3 separate regions of the Mus musculus genome follow, and all the other regions are linked to region 1. A link is a contact called in public HiChIP or PLAC-seq data. All regions are on one chromosome and are shown on one strand. Each heading gives the region's core, a stretch centred on a gene start, on an enhancer-like site or on the middle of the called end of the contact. The rest is flanking DNA. Distances are from core to core; before and after follow the strand shown.

The links. HiChIP or PLAC-seq counts read pairs in DNA pulled down with a chosen protein or histone mark.
Region 2: an HNF4G HiChIP or PLAC-seq map of pancreatic cancer cells shows a contact between it and region 1. The contact joins two enhancer-like sites. A contact is called at or near these places in 1 of 15 datasets of contacts at CTCF or cohesin (pro-B cells), 10 of 484 Hi-C or Micro-C datasets (B cells, CD4 T cells, the G1E-ER4 cell line and 4 more), 2 of 115 datasets of contacts at active chromatin or transcription factors (embryonic stem cells and pancreatic cancer cells) and 2 of 9 other capture datasets (embryonic stem cells and liver).
Region 3: a FOXA1 HiChIP or PLAC-seq map of pancreatic cancer cells shows a contact between it and region 1. The contact joins two enhancer-like sites. A contact is called at or near these places in 3 of 484 Hi-C or Micro-C datasets (the G1E-ER4 cell line, cerebral cortex and cortical neurons), 1 of 115 datasets of contacts at active chromatin or transcription factors (pancreatic cancer cells) and 1 of 9 other capture datasets (macrophages).

Annotation. Positions count from the first base shown.
Region 1 is chr6:120,795,982-120,800,385 of GRCm38.p6, reverse strand. Atp6v1e1 (ATPase, H+ transporting, lysosomal V1 subunit E1) reads left to right here. Exons shown (of 9, transcript NM_007510.3): 8 at 2,422-2,509. Among named protein-coding and RNA genes, the nearest start is that of Slc25a18, 24 kb to the right of the region's middle. Within about 2 kb of position 2,130, at least 87 of the 459 cell types and tissues checked have an H3K27ac peak or open chromatin away from gene starts, as enhancers often do. A contact at or near this core is called in pancreatic cancer cells, where this site is marked.
Region 2 is chr6:121,163,793-121,168,196 of GRCm38.p6, reverse strand. It overlaps a transcript of Mical3 not described here. Among named protein-coding and RNA genes, the nearest start is that of Pex26, 18 kb to the left of the region's middle. Within about 2 kb of position 1,891, at least 56 of the 459 cell types and tissues checked have an H3K27ac peak or open chromatin away from gene starts, as enhancers often do. A contact at or near this core is called in pancreatic cancer cells, where this site is marked.
Region 3 is chr6:121,120,910-121,125,313 of GRCm38.p6, reverse strand. All of the region lies in intron 1 of Mical3 (microtubule associated monooxygenase, calponin and LIM domain containing 3), which reads left to right. Among named protein-coding and RNA genes, the nearest start is that of Mical3, 7.9 kb to the left of the region's middle. Within about 2 kb of position 2,488, at least 37 of the 459 cell types and tissues checked have an H3K27ac peak or open chromatin away from gene starts, as enhancers often do. A contact at or near this core is called in pancreatic cancer cells, where this site is marked.

The sequences.
Region 1 (4,404 bases), core at 881-3,380:
GCCCATCCTGGATTTAGTCCTCAGCCCTAAGAACACTGTTTTCTTGGGTGAGGTCTTTGCTGCAGGAGAAAGGTGTGGCTGTATCCTCCAGGTACCTGCGTCTGTTTTCCTGTCATTCCTTCAAGCTGGTCTTGAGGTCAGGGCGGCAACACTTTGTGCATGGGAGTGTGGAACATAATCCTGTTCGCTGTTGGAAATTAGTGTTGGTGCCCAGAGCTTTCTGTCTGACATCACATTGCTACCATTGCCTAGCCTGGAGCAGGGTCTTGGGAAACCTTGAGCTAAATGGAAAGAGCTGAGGCTTGGGGCTGTGACATGGTTGAGAACGAACATTGGCCGTCAAAAATAGATTTGGGGTTTGAGGGTTTGTTTTATTTCTTGCTACACCAGGTAGAACCCAGGATGTCATGAAAGCGTGAGTCAGATGTGGGTTTGCTTTACTCGGCTGAGGGCTGTCTGAGTGGTGATGCAACACTTATTTTGTCTCTTTGAGCCTTGGCTTCAGTTTTGGTTTTTTTGTTTTTGTTATTCTGGTGGTAAGAGGATGAGACAGGATTTCATTCTGTAGACTAGGTTGGTTTTGTTCACAGCAGCCAGGAGGCTGGGATCACAGGCATGGCTCACCATGCCCAGCTGACTTGAGTAAATTGAAGCATTTGAAATGAGATCATGTCTAGGCGTGCTCAGTGGTGCCGATGTGCTGTGGAAACTGAGCAGACAGTGCAGAGACATCAGGTACAGGGCTGGCTGATCCTCCTGGGACCTTGTCATCAGACATGTATTGAATTTCAGAGAGCAGAATAGCAATGACGTGGGCTGGGGTGCAGCTCGGTAGTTGAGAGCGTGCATAGCAGGTGTGAGATCAAGTCCCATCATCAGCACCAAAGACAGACAAAGTGCCGATGCTTCCCATTGTGTAGTATCTTCAAGTCTAAGACAGCACTGTCATGGCCAGGTATACTAACATTTCCCAATTGACACACAGGAAAAGCTAGGCATGGGGCACCTTCCTGTAATCACAGTCCTTGGGATGCTGTAGCAGAAGATTGTCAGGAGTTCATGGCCAGCAACGTGGAGATGCACATCCTACCAGCGGTGTAGCTGCCAACCTGGGCAACATAACTACACCTTGTTTGAAAACAGAAAACAAAAATTGGCAATTTTCATGCTATGCAAGATAAATAGGTCAAGATCTGCTAGTTTCTGCCAGATGACAAGAGGCAGGCAGTTCTTATCTGAAGGATGCGTGGCTTTCAGAGCCTTTTGAGGTTTAATATTACAGTTAAGAGATTGCAGGCTTACTGTTTTGGGTTAAGTGGTATTTGTTTAATGTGGTTACTACTCCTTTTGGTTTCTCAGAGTGCATTTCCTCATCTACTACATCTCGTACACGAGACTCAGGTTGCTGTGAAGTTAGGAAGCTGTAGGCTCATCAGGAGTGCTGTGCTTGCTCAGGAGGCTGATCACCTCTCAGCCTCTTGGCTCCAATTGATGATAGAGTGTTTGAGGCCAGTTTGAACCATGCAGGGAGACCCTGTCTCAAAACACAGAAGGAAAGAGAAGAAAGCTGACACTCAGTGCCTGCTGAGGTCATTTTTGCTTATTCTCTCCCTTCCTGTCCTCACATTCCCCCACAAAACACCCAGGAGTCAGGATCTCAGCAGAGCAACATCTTTAGTGCTATGGAGACTGGAAAAAAAGAGGGAGGCACAGAAAGGGGGAGATTGGTACAGCTGTGGCCATCAGCCACCGAACATCCCAAGGAGGAAGTACCAATCCTTTCCCACCTGTGCATAATGGCACGTGCCTGTAATCTCCACAGAAGCAGGAGGATTTTAGATGGTAAGTCCTAGGCTAGCCTGGGCTACCTAGTGAAATGTTGTCTCAAGTAGTATCTGGGTCCTTGTCTGATAGTCCATTTATCTTGGTAATTGACAGAACTGGTCATTTGTAGGTGAATCTTGTTCCCCATGGTTCCTTGAAATACAGTTGACCTGTGTATGTCTCTTGAGTGCTGAGAGGCTTTGAGGAGTGAGGTGACACGTGAGGGTGGCTAGAGGCAGGCACTAGGCAGCCAGGCATGTTGAGTCACTGTCCTTCCTTTGTCAGCAGCATGCAGGTGCCGCCTCTCCATAGGCTGCCTGGTGACTCATAGCTAAGAGAATTGAAGCTGGTTTCTACCTTGCTGGGAAGGGCTGGCTAGAATTGAACAGCACGCTGCAGCCCCATGGCTGTGCTCAACAGTCACTGTACCCTGTGTGCGAGCACTGTGAGTTCTCTCTGACGCTGTGGGATTAGTGTTGCCCTGTCTGTACACTTTACATGCCGAGGCTGTCCTGTGCTGAGGGTAGGAGTCGGGTAAGTGTCGTGTCATGGACATACATCTCAAGCCCGTGACATTACTTCCTGTGTTCTCTGTAGAGCTGGTGGCGTTGAGATCTATAATGGGGATCGCAAGATAAAGGTTTCCAACACCCTGGAAAGCCGGCTGGACCTGATAGCCCAGCAGGTGAGTGCAGACTCTGGTTACGTGTCGGCTGGCACTTACTGCAGAGAACTCAACGCTGATCTTCATGTCTCCACATTTGTACACTGAACCCAAGGATACAAGCCTAAAGTGCTGGTCATCTTCCAGACATGGGTTAACAGTTTCTGTTGACTTTCTTAATCCCTTATTTAGGAGTATAGTTTCAACTGGGTGTGGTGGTGCATGCCTAGAGACAGGCAGATCTCTGTGAGTTCGAGGCCAGCCTGGTCTACAGAGTGAGTTTCAGGACAGCCAGGGCTACACAGAGAAACCCTGTCTAGAAAGAACAAAAACAAACATACAAATACAGAGTAGGTTAGCCAGATGTGGTAGCTGATTGGGAGACTGATGGAGGGTTACTGTGAGGCCGGTCTGAGCTGCAGGTTGGGACCCTGTCTCCCAGAGAGTGCAGTATGCTGAAATGAAAGTGCGTGTCTTGTAGCCAGAGCACTTGTGCATCATCTTCAGGAGGCCTAGAGCTAGTTAGCCCTCTGTGCTAGCCAGTCCTGCAGATGGGGAGTTAGCGGAGATGAGAGATAAATAGCTCAGTGAGTAAAGTTCTTGCCTCATAAGCTTGAGGAGCTGAGGTCTCCTGGGAGGCTTCATCCATCAGCAGCAGATGCAGAGACTCACAGGTAAACATCAGCAGGAGCTCAGGGAGTCTTGGGGGAGAGTGGGGTAGGGGTGAGCAAGCTGGAGGGGTCAAGAACACCACAAGACGACCCACAGAGTCAACTAACCTGAGACCATGAGGGCCAGAGTGTGGCCACCAACCAGGGAGCATGCAGGAGCTGGACAAATGTGCAGCTTGGTCTCCATGTGAGTCCCCTAACAAGTGGAGAGGGGACTGGCTGTCTTGGTCTCTGTTCCCTGCCATTGGACCCCTTTCCTCTACCTGGACTGCCTGGTTAGGTCTCAGTGGGAGAGGATGTGCCTAGTCCTCATGGGACTAGCTGTTCCAGGATGGGGTTCCTGTTCTCCAAAGAGAAGGGGAGAGGGCAATAGGAGGAGGGATCTGTAAGGGTAGGACGGGGGCGGGGGGCTGTGATTAGGATGTAAAGTTTATATAAATATATAGAAAAGGAAGGAAGGAAGGAGAGAGAGAAAGAAGCCACATAAAGTCAGGCATGGTGACATGTTTCTAGTTCCAGCCATGGGGAAGCAGATGCAGGAGGATTCTTTGGGCTCGTTGGCCATCTACCCTAGCTGAGTCATGCAAGCCCCAGACCAGTAAAAAGTGGATTGCTCCAAAGGAATGACATTTGTGGTTGTCCTCTGGCCTCTCTCGCACACATTCAGTTCTTTACCAGTACCTAAAGCTGTATTTGATGGAGCACAGTAAAGAAACTGCTGACATGACCCTTCCATGATAATGGTTAAGGCTTTTGTTGTAGAAACGAGAACAGCCAGAGGCATCTGGAAGAGTCCAGAACAGAAGGAGAAAGACGTAGACTGGACATGGTGAGGGCTAGCACAGTGGGTGAGAAGTTCCCATGGAGCTATCAAGGGAGACTGTACAGTGTGGGAGGACAGAAGAGATCTGTGAGAAAAGTGGGGCAGAAGGGAACAGATGGCTGTCTGGGAGCTGAGAAAGGCTAGGATGGCAGTGTGGGTTTGAAATGTGTAACAGCTACTTGGGATACTGAGGGAGCCTGGAGGCCTGCAGGGGCTTTGACACACAACCTATATCCCTTCTGCCAGAGTGGGAACTACTTTCACAAGATCCTGAGCAATGCTGGCTTTTATCAAACTTCCAGACCATTGGAGTGCCTGAGACCCCACAAAAGCCAATGTGGTTACTCTTAGGGGTCACACTCATCCTTGTAACTCTCTGTCAAGACATCAACAGACTCCATCTAAGTGCCCTTTGCAGCCAG
Region 2 (4,404 bases), core at 642-3,141, 370 kb before region 1:
ACCACAGATCAGCCTCCTCCCTCAGCCTCAGAGAGGGAGCAGAGGTGAAAACTTGGAGCAGAGGTGAAAACTAAAATATAGGGCTGGCGTCGACAAAATAAGAAGAGAATCACTACTTAGCTGGGAGTCACGAGGACAGGAACACAAGGCTGAAATTAAAGAGGAACCTTTTTGATTCGGGCAGTGTTTAAGTAGATTTCCACAGCAGGGATTGTCTGCTTGAAGCTAATGTGCGACCCCCAAGAAGCACTTCCTGCCCCAGCATTCTATGCCGGGGGCCAGACTGTGGCCTTCCTGAGACTCCTCAGGAGCTGCTCAGATCTGCAGTAAATTAGCTGGCCCTGCCAGGAGGAGAGAGCATGGCTCCCAAAGACAACCATTCACTAGGTCAGGATGCCCTGCGGCACCTCCTCAGCCCTTGGCGGCACAGAACAGTGGTCTTCAGTGTGCAGAGTGGCCTGGGTTAAATGGGCCTTCTCAGCAGCCCTGGGATCCCTCAGCAGATGGTCAGCGTCTGAGGAGCAGAGGCTCCCAATGCCTTTGTGCCAGCAGCTTCTTCCCAAGTTCCTAACACCAGCTACCACTCACTGAACTGTGGGCCAGCCCTGATTGGTTCGTTTTTCCTCTTTCGAGACAGGGTCTTGCTCTACCATTGGCTGTAGCTGATCCTGACCCTCAGCAGCCCATCCCTTAGGAGGTGTGGGGGCTGAAACAATCCTTCAGGCATGCCCAACAGTCAGGCTTAATCATCTTAGTCTAAAAGTGTTTGTGGTGCTGGGAATGGGTCCTGGGGCATTGGGTTGGCCAGTGGGGTGAGTCTAGACCGAGCCTCATTCTTCTCTCTTAGAGAGAACCAAATTCTCGATGCCCATCAGACATGCTGACAGGGCACAGTGCTACCCCTGCAGACCCACGTATGAGGACCCCAAGGGGCCCTTTCTCCTAGCTAGGCCAGGTGCAAGCAAGGGCTGGCAAGGTTAAGCAGAGGAAACAGGGTTGGAGGGGGTAACCTGGGAGTAGTGTAGAAAGCTAGGTATGGGCGAGAACATCCAGGTTCCTTCTCTAGAAGGAACTAGTTCATGCAGAACTAGGAAAAGGCTATGGGGTTGGGACAGAGCTATGAGGACGTCCTGAGCACTTTTACCTCACTAGGTTATAAGGGTAAAACACAGTCATTGCTCAAACAGAACCTTGAGTAATAGGGACAGCCATATGCAGAAGAGTAGCATAAAAATCTTTTAAGTTTTCGAACAATTGAACCTCCAATCCAATTAGCATATTTTATGGATATTCATTCCCCACCCCATTTTCCCTCCCTCTCCTTCCTCTACCTGGTGCTGGGGCTAAAACCCAGGGCCTCCTTGATGCCAGGCAAGTGCTGTGCCACCCAGCTTTGTAGGTATTCTCAAGGTATAAAGTTTTCGCTACCCAGATGGCCCAGCCTGAGGTTCTCTATGCCTCTCGCTGGTTAAATCACACAGCCCCTACCACATCCTGACAAGTTCCCACCTAGTCCCTACCTAGCTGCCTGACATTGACTTCTACGTCTGTGGTGGGAACAACCTCAGACCAGCTTTTCTGAACAAGTCAAATCCTTCCTCATTCCCGGACCTTTGCAAACTCCGAGTCCTCAGCTGAGAGCGCTCAGTGTGACCTCTCCTATACCACTCTTAGGCCTGTGTGCCAAAAGTAGAATCGGCCGTGTCCTCGACGGCCACAGCTGTACAGAATACGGGAGGCCAGAGAGATAGAGACGGAGCCCAGATTCCCCTCCCCTCCTGCTTAATTTTTCTTTGCTATTCACATGCTGACTGCCTGACCTCACCCTGTGAGATGCCACAGAGATTAGCTAATTAACGATAGTGACTCTCTGGGGACATTGGGTCGTTAATATTTAACAGACACAGCTGAGAGAGCAGTGACCCAGGAAGGCAATGGTGAGAGGCTCTGAACATCCTGATGGGAGGCCCGTGCTCCATCCTCTGTACTTCCCAAAGGCTGCACTCCACTCTTGGCAAGGCACAGCCTAGAGTGCATGCAGCCTGGAGGCTCGCCTCACACACCATCCAATACACACAGTGCTCCTCCTTGTGGTATTCTAGACCTCTGGGGATTCTGGGAGACCTAGCGGCCACCATCCCTGTCTTGGGTCCTATTCCCCATTCCCAGAGCAGAGAGGAGCCTGGGGACAAAGGAGATTTGAAAAAGAGGAGGAAGGCAAGGAGGAGGGGAAGGGAAAGGAGGGGGAAGGAAGGAGGAAGAGAAGGAGAAGAAGAGGAAGAAGAAAGGAAAGGGGAGGAGGAGCAATGGTCACTGGCAGCGAATAAATCCAAGCAAAAGACCTGTACCAGCTGCAGTCTGATGGAGAGAGTCAGCATGCCCTTGAATTATTCTGTTTATACTTAATACAAACTGATAGTCTGGGCCTAAATTTAATAGCTTGCACTGCAGTTGCAGGTCATTCATGAAGACAAATGCACGCCGCAGTTTTTGCCCATCCAGATTTATTCAGGGTTCTGGCACCACTCCACACCAAGCCTTGCTGATTTCCTGGATAACTTCACTGTCTAAACAGACCATTTCTTTACAAACTAGGGATCAGAGCCCATTACTGTGTCGTGAAATTGATTAGAGGGTTGTAACAGGATTATGTTTTAAAGAAACATGAGCATGTCCAAGCACTTCACCTAAAGGTTGTATGATTTGGAGCTATAATGTTTACTTAGACAATACACATTGAACAAAAACCTACCAATGAGATCATTTCAATAATATATTTGCATGTAGTAGATCATAATGTAAACTACATTTTTTATTGCACAGCATAATTAAAATTCGATGTATATATAGTGAGATATTAGTTGGCCTTTCAGGGGAAGAAAATTCTGACACTTAAGGACATTATAGTAAGCAAATTCAGTCAGCTACAAAGAGAAAATATTTCTTGATACCACTTATAAGAGGCTCCTAGAATAGCCAAGTTCACCGAGAACGTTATAGAATTCCATGGGCTGGTGATGGTGTGAGGAACAGAGTTTTGGTTTTTCTGAAGAAAATAGTTCTGTGAAGGATGGGGATGATGATAACACTGGTCATGGTAGGAACACTTTTGTGTGTGTATGAGGAGTCGAGAGCAGAATCCTACTGGGTTGCCCAAACTCAATTTGAGCTCACTGTGTAGTTCAGGTTGGCCTTGAACTTGTGACCCTCCCACCTCTGTCTCCCAAGTACTAACTATTAGCATCCAGCTCCCCAGTTTTTACCCCAGCATCCAGCTTACATATGAACCCAAGTTCTTTGGAAAAATAGCAAGCACTTTGTCTGTGTCGCCATTCTCTCCACCCCGCCCCCACACACTTGCCATTTTTTTTATTAGATATTTTCTTCATCTCCATTTCAATTGCTATCCCAAAGTCTCCTATACCCTCCCCCAGCCCTGCTCCTCTACACACCCACTCCCACTTCTTGGCCCTGGCGTTCCCCTATACTGGGGCATATGAAGTTTGCTAGACCAAGGGGCCTCTCTTCTCAATGATGGCCAACTAAGCCATCTTCTGCTATGTATGCAGCTAGAGACACGAGCTCTGGGGGTACTGGTTAGTTCATATTGATGTTCTGCCTATAGGGTTGCAGACCCCTTCAGCTCCTTGGGTACTTTCTCTAGCTCCTCCATTGGGGGCCCTGTGTTTCATCCTATAGATGACTGTGAGCATCCACTTCTGTATTTGCCAGCCACTGGCAAAGCCTCACAGGAGACAGCTACATCAGGGTCTTTTCAGCAAAATCTTGCTGGAATATGCAATAGTGTCTGCGTTTGGTGGCTGATTATGGGATGGACCCCTGGGTGGGGCAATCTCTGGATGGTCCATCCTTTCGTCTTAGCTCCAACTTTGTCTCTGTAACTCCTTCCATGAGTATTTTGTTCCCTATTCTAAGGAGGAATGAAGTATCCATGCATTGGTCTTCCTTCTTGATTTTCTTGTGTTTTGGAAATTGTATCTTGAGTATTCTAGGTTTCTGAGCTAATATCCACTTATCAATGAGTGCATATCAAGTGACTTCTTTTGTGATTGGGTTACCTCACTCAGGATGATATCCTCCAGATACATCCATTTGCCCAAGAATTTCATAAATTCATTGTTTTTAATAGCTGAGTAGATGTTCCAACTGGTAATAAGGATACATGCTCCACTATGTTCATAGCAGCCCTATTTATAATAGCCAGAAGCTGGAAAGAGCCCAGATGCCCCTCAACAGAGGAATGGATACAGAAAATGTGGTACATTTACATTTGCCATTCTTAATGCCTGTAATAGGGGCCCTTGGTTCGCTTTTTAAAGGTTAAGACGGTAAAAATGCTATGTACATTTTGGTTGTTGTTTTGTTGCTGAAAGGGTCTCATTG
Region 3 (4,404 bases), core at 1,239-3,738, 320 kb before region 1:
GATAACTAGGCTGAGAGTGGAGGTAAGTGGTTAGAACACTTGACTATAAAGCCCCAGTGACCTGTATTTCATGGGAAATGTGTGCCTCTCTCTCTCTCTCTCTCTCTCCCTCTCTCTCTCTCTCTCTCTCTCTCTCTCTCTGTGTGTGTGTGTGTGTGTGTGTGTGTGTGTGTGTGTGTGTGTGTGTGTGTGTGTGATATTTTAAGTTAAGGCAATGAGCTCTGGGAGAGCCTATCTTGTAATTCTAACATGGATAGTGGTGTAATCAAGTGGGAAAGCCAGAGGAGGAAGAAGTTGGTGGAATGAGAATAAAGGCTGCCTGGAAACCTGTTCTCTTTTCCTGGCTTCTAAAGTCTCCCACCAATGCCTCCCAGACTCTGCTTAACCTATGACCTGCAACACAACCTCAGCCGAGCCTCAGATAGAGTGCCTCTGGGCCCTATTTTTTTTTTTTTTATTTTAACATGCAAAGTAGCAAATTTCCTTTTGCCATTTTCAGACATACTTAGTTTTGGTTGACCCTTCTTCCCCTATCCAGTTCTCTTTCCCATCCCAAAGAGGGTGGACATCCGGGCTCTGTTCCTTCTCCGAAGGCAGCAGAGGAGAGTTAAAGTGAGTGCATATTTACATATGCTCCATGCTCTCCCCATCTCCAGGGGCATCTGGACTTCCTAGTAGGCATTCCATAGACTAGACACTGAGAGATGTCCAGGTTTTAAAATCTAGTGTGGGGACCATTGAAACGACTTGTTGGGTAAAGGCGCCCACTGCTAAGCCTGACAGCCTGAGTTTGATTCCTGGGACCTACACGGTGAAAGGGGAGAACCAACTCCTAGAAGTTGTCCTTTAACCTTCATATGCATGAGAGTGTGTGTGTGTGCGTATACATGTGTGATGTGTGTACATATGTATGTGTGCATATATGTGTCTATGTATGTGTGTGCATTTTTGCATGTGTGTTTGTGTATATATGTATATGTATGTGTGTAGGTATGTATTGTGTATGTGTATGTTTGTGTGTGTATGTGTATGTATGTGTGTATGTGTCTATGTGTGTGTATGTATGTATTGTATATGTGTGTATTTGTGTGTATATGTGTATGTATGTGTGTGTATATGTGTATGTATGTGTGTATGTGTCTATGTGTATGTATATATATATATGTGTGTGTACATATGTATGTGTGTATATATGTGTCTATGTGTGTCTATGTATGTGTATTTTTGCATGTGTGTTTGTGTGAATATGTGTATGTGTATATATGTGTTTATGTGTGTGTATGTATGTATTGTGTTTGTGTGTATATGTGTGTATGCATGTGTATATGTATGTGTGAGTGTATGTATGTATCTATGTGTGTGTATATGTATGTGTGTATATTGTGTGTGTTGTGATAGAGATGGGCAGAAAGAGAGAGAGAGAGAGATTTTTGAGATTCTATCTGGATCTACTTAGAGGCAGTAGATCTACATAGATCTTTGGACTAGACCCGGCCTCAGTTACTGTGTTTACTCACTAGGTGGCTGTAATTTGCACTTTTAGGGCAGCCAATCTAACCAGTGCATACCCCAGGCCGGACACTTATATATGCAGCATTTCCGGCAGCCCTAGAGAACACAGAAAGGTGGCATTGCTGTAGCTGTTTCTCTCACTTAGAGTCAATGCAGTTCTGACAGTGACATGACTTGGATTTTCATGTGGCAGCCTACAGGAAGGCAAGCATTTGAACTCATCTTGGCTGTGCGTCATATCACTCCCCTCATGCCTTTATACCAAAATGTGAGTTCAAATTCTGGCCATGATCTCCTTAGTTGTGTGACCTTGGGAAAATACCCTAGTGTCTCTACAGAGTTCCACGGCTCAATGATTTTTAGTACTTTGTAGACAAATAGGTGGCAATGACATGGGTGAGGTGAAGGAGAGGCAGGAGGGTGGCAGTTGTTGGGGGTGCATTGCAAACAACAGAAATAGGCTCTTGGGCTAACTTTTGGAAGGGGAAGGAAAGTGAGAGAGAGAGAGAGAGAGAGAGAGAGAGAGAGGCTATGAATTAGCTTCATGAAAAGGTAGTTCCCAGGTGTCAGGAAGGACTGGAACCAGGCAGCCAGCCAAGGGGATCTAAACAGAAAGGTAACTAGCTTGTCCCTGCAGGGTGTTCTTGGCTGGAAAAACTCTTGCTCATCTTTCTGTGGCTTTGTGCTTCCCACTCAAATTCCAGGAAGAAAGGTCAGAGCTCCTGGGTGGAGCCGGGCTCCCTGCCACCAGCTGGTAGATGGGATGACAGGACCTTGGGTGAAATGCTCACCTTGCAGCCTTCATATCCCATTCCCATGTGTGGGGATGCTGGGTGGGCAAAAGCCACAGACGTCCAGCAGGAAGCCAGCCAATGCCAGCAAGTGTCCCGGCCCAGGAGCCCCGGGTGCATGGCCTTGTGAAATCCTAGGTCCATGTGTCATGTGTCAGCACACATGGACGATGATGTTTGCACAGCATTCTGGGTGAACTGGCAGGGTGATCCAAGAGGAGGAGCCTGGCAGGGAAGTTCTGGCCACCTCTTGCCCTACTGCCCCAGGAGGCCTGGGGGGTGAAGCAATGCTGTATGGAACCCGTTGGTAACCAACCTCGTGGACGCTTGAGCTTCTGTAGTAAACCTTCAGCCCTTTTCAATCCTGCTTTTCTTCTCCCAAGTGTTGGAGGGGGGGCAGATTGTTTTGTTGTTGTGATTTTGGCTTTGTGTTTGTTTGTTTGTTTGTTTGTTTGTTTGTTCTGAGACAGGGTTTCTCTGTATAGCCCTGGCTGTCCTGGAACTCACTTTGTATGCCAGAGCTGGCCTTGAACTCACAGAGATCCACCTGCCTCTGCCTCTTGAGTGCTGGAATTAAAGATGCCTGGCCTACAGTGGTTTTTTTGTTTTTTTGTTTGTTTGTTTGTTTGTGTGTTTTTTGGTTTTTTTTTTTTTTGAGTTGTTGTTTTAAATTGTTTTTAAATTGTAGAGCCAAGTGTTGGTGTTGCACTGCCTAATTCCAGCACCAGGAAGGCAGAGGCAGGAGAATCTTTGTGAGTATGAGTTCAGCCTGGTCTACAAGTTCCAGGACAGCCAACACTACGCAGAGAAACCTTGTCTTGAAAAACAAATTTGTTGTTATTGTTTTATGCTGCATGTTTTCTCAATTCTAGGGAGCGAACCTGTGGTGCTTTCTTATTTATTTATTTATTTATTTATTGTGTCTGTTTATGCTTCTGAGCCATGATACACAATAAGAAGTCAGAGGACAACTTGTAAGAATTTGTTCTTGGGTCTGGAGAGATGGCTCTGCAGTTAAGAGCACTGACTGCTCTTCTGAAGGCTCTGAGTTCAAATCCCAGCAACCACATGGTGGCTTACAACCATCTGTAATGGGATCCGATGCCCTCTTCTGTTGTGTCTTAAGACAGCTAGCTACAGTGTACACATATGCATAAGATAAATACGTTGTGTTTTGTTTTGTTTTTTTTTTTAAAGAATTAGTTCTCTCCCTCCACCGTATGGCTCAGAGATTGAACACAGGTCCCAAGCTTGGTAACAAGTGCGTTGGTCCTTTCATTGGACCTGACCTCACCTTTTAAAAGGGGCCTTCCTTGGGCCAGGCACAGAGTCAGCAGGGGTGAGCGGTCTTGCCTGAGCTGACAGAATTGATCACCTGCAGACTCTGCCCTTGGGCTTTCAGAGTCAGGGTTCCCTTTTCAGAAAATTTAGGCAAATTCTATGGATTCTATGGTGCCTGGCCCCAGACACCAGGTGGGCTGATATACTCCTGACTTCATTTTCCTAAGGAGGTTGGTACAAGGGTGAAGGTCTGTAGTCTGGCTGCTTCGTGCAGGGTATTGGGGTGGACATTGATGCTCTCCATGCACACAGAGGGCTCTCTAAGCAAGGGGACAGAACTTACTGAGGACTTCCAACCAGTGATGTGGTTTGAGGACCTAAAAGGCCATAAATTCTGGACAGATGGGACATTTTTTCCTCAACCCTTCTCTGTCCCATCTTTTTCTGGGACTAAGAGGTGGTTGCTTTGAAATTGTAACTGGTTCATTTTATGATAAAAGTATGCTCAGTACTCAAACCTCTCCCCAAATGAAAAGGCACAATAAAAGGAGCCGATTTCCTTAACTACAGCCCCACCCCACCCCACCCCCGTGCTAGGGATGAAATTTAGGACTCCTGGCACGGCTGGCACTCACTGTACCAAGAAGCCACACACCCCCAGCCCAAGAAGATGGTTTCTGGACACTCAGTTCCCACCCACTCCACTGTTTACCCAGCCGTTCCTACTGTTCACATTCTTCCTTTGAACCAGTCTCCCTGACCACCCTCTGGCCTGCCCCGCCCCAGGTCACATCCCTGCTTCTCTTGAAAGGCTTTGGTC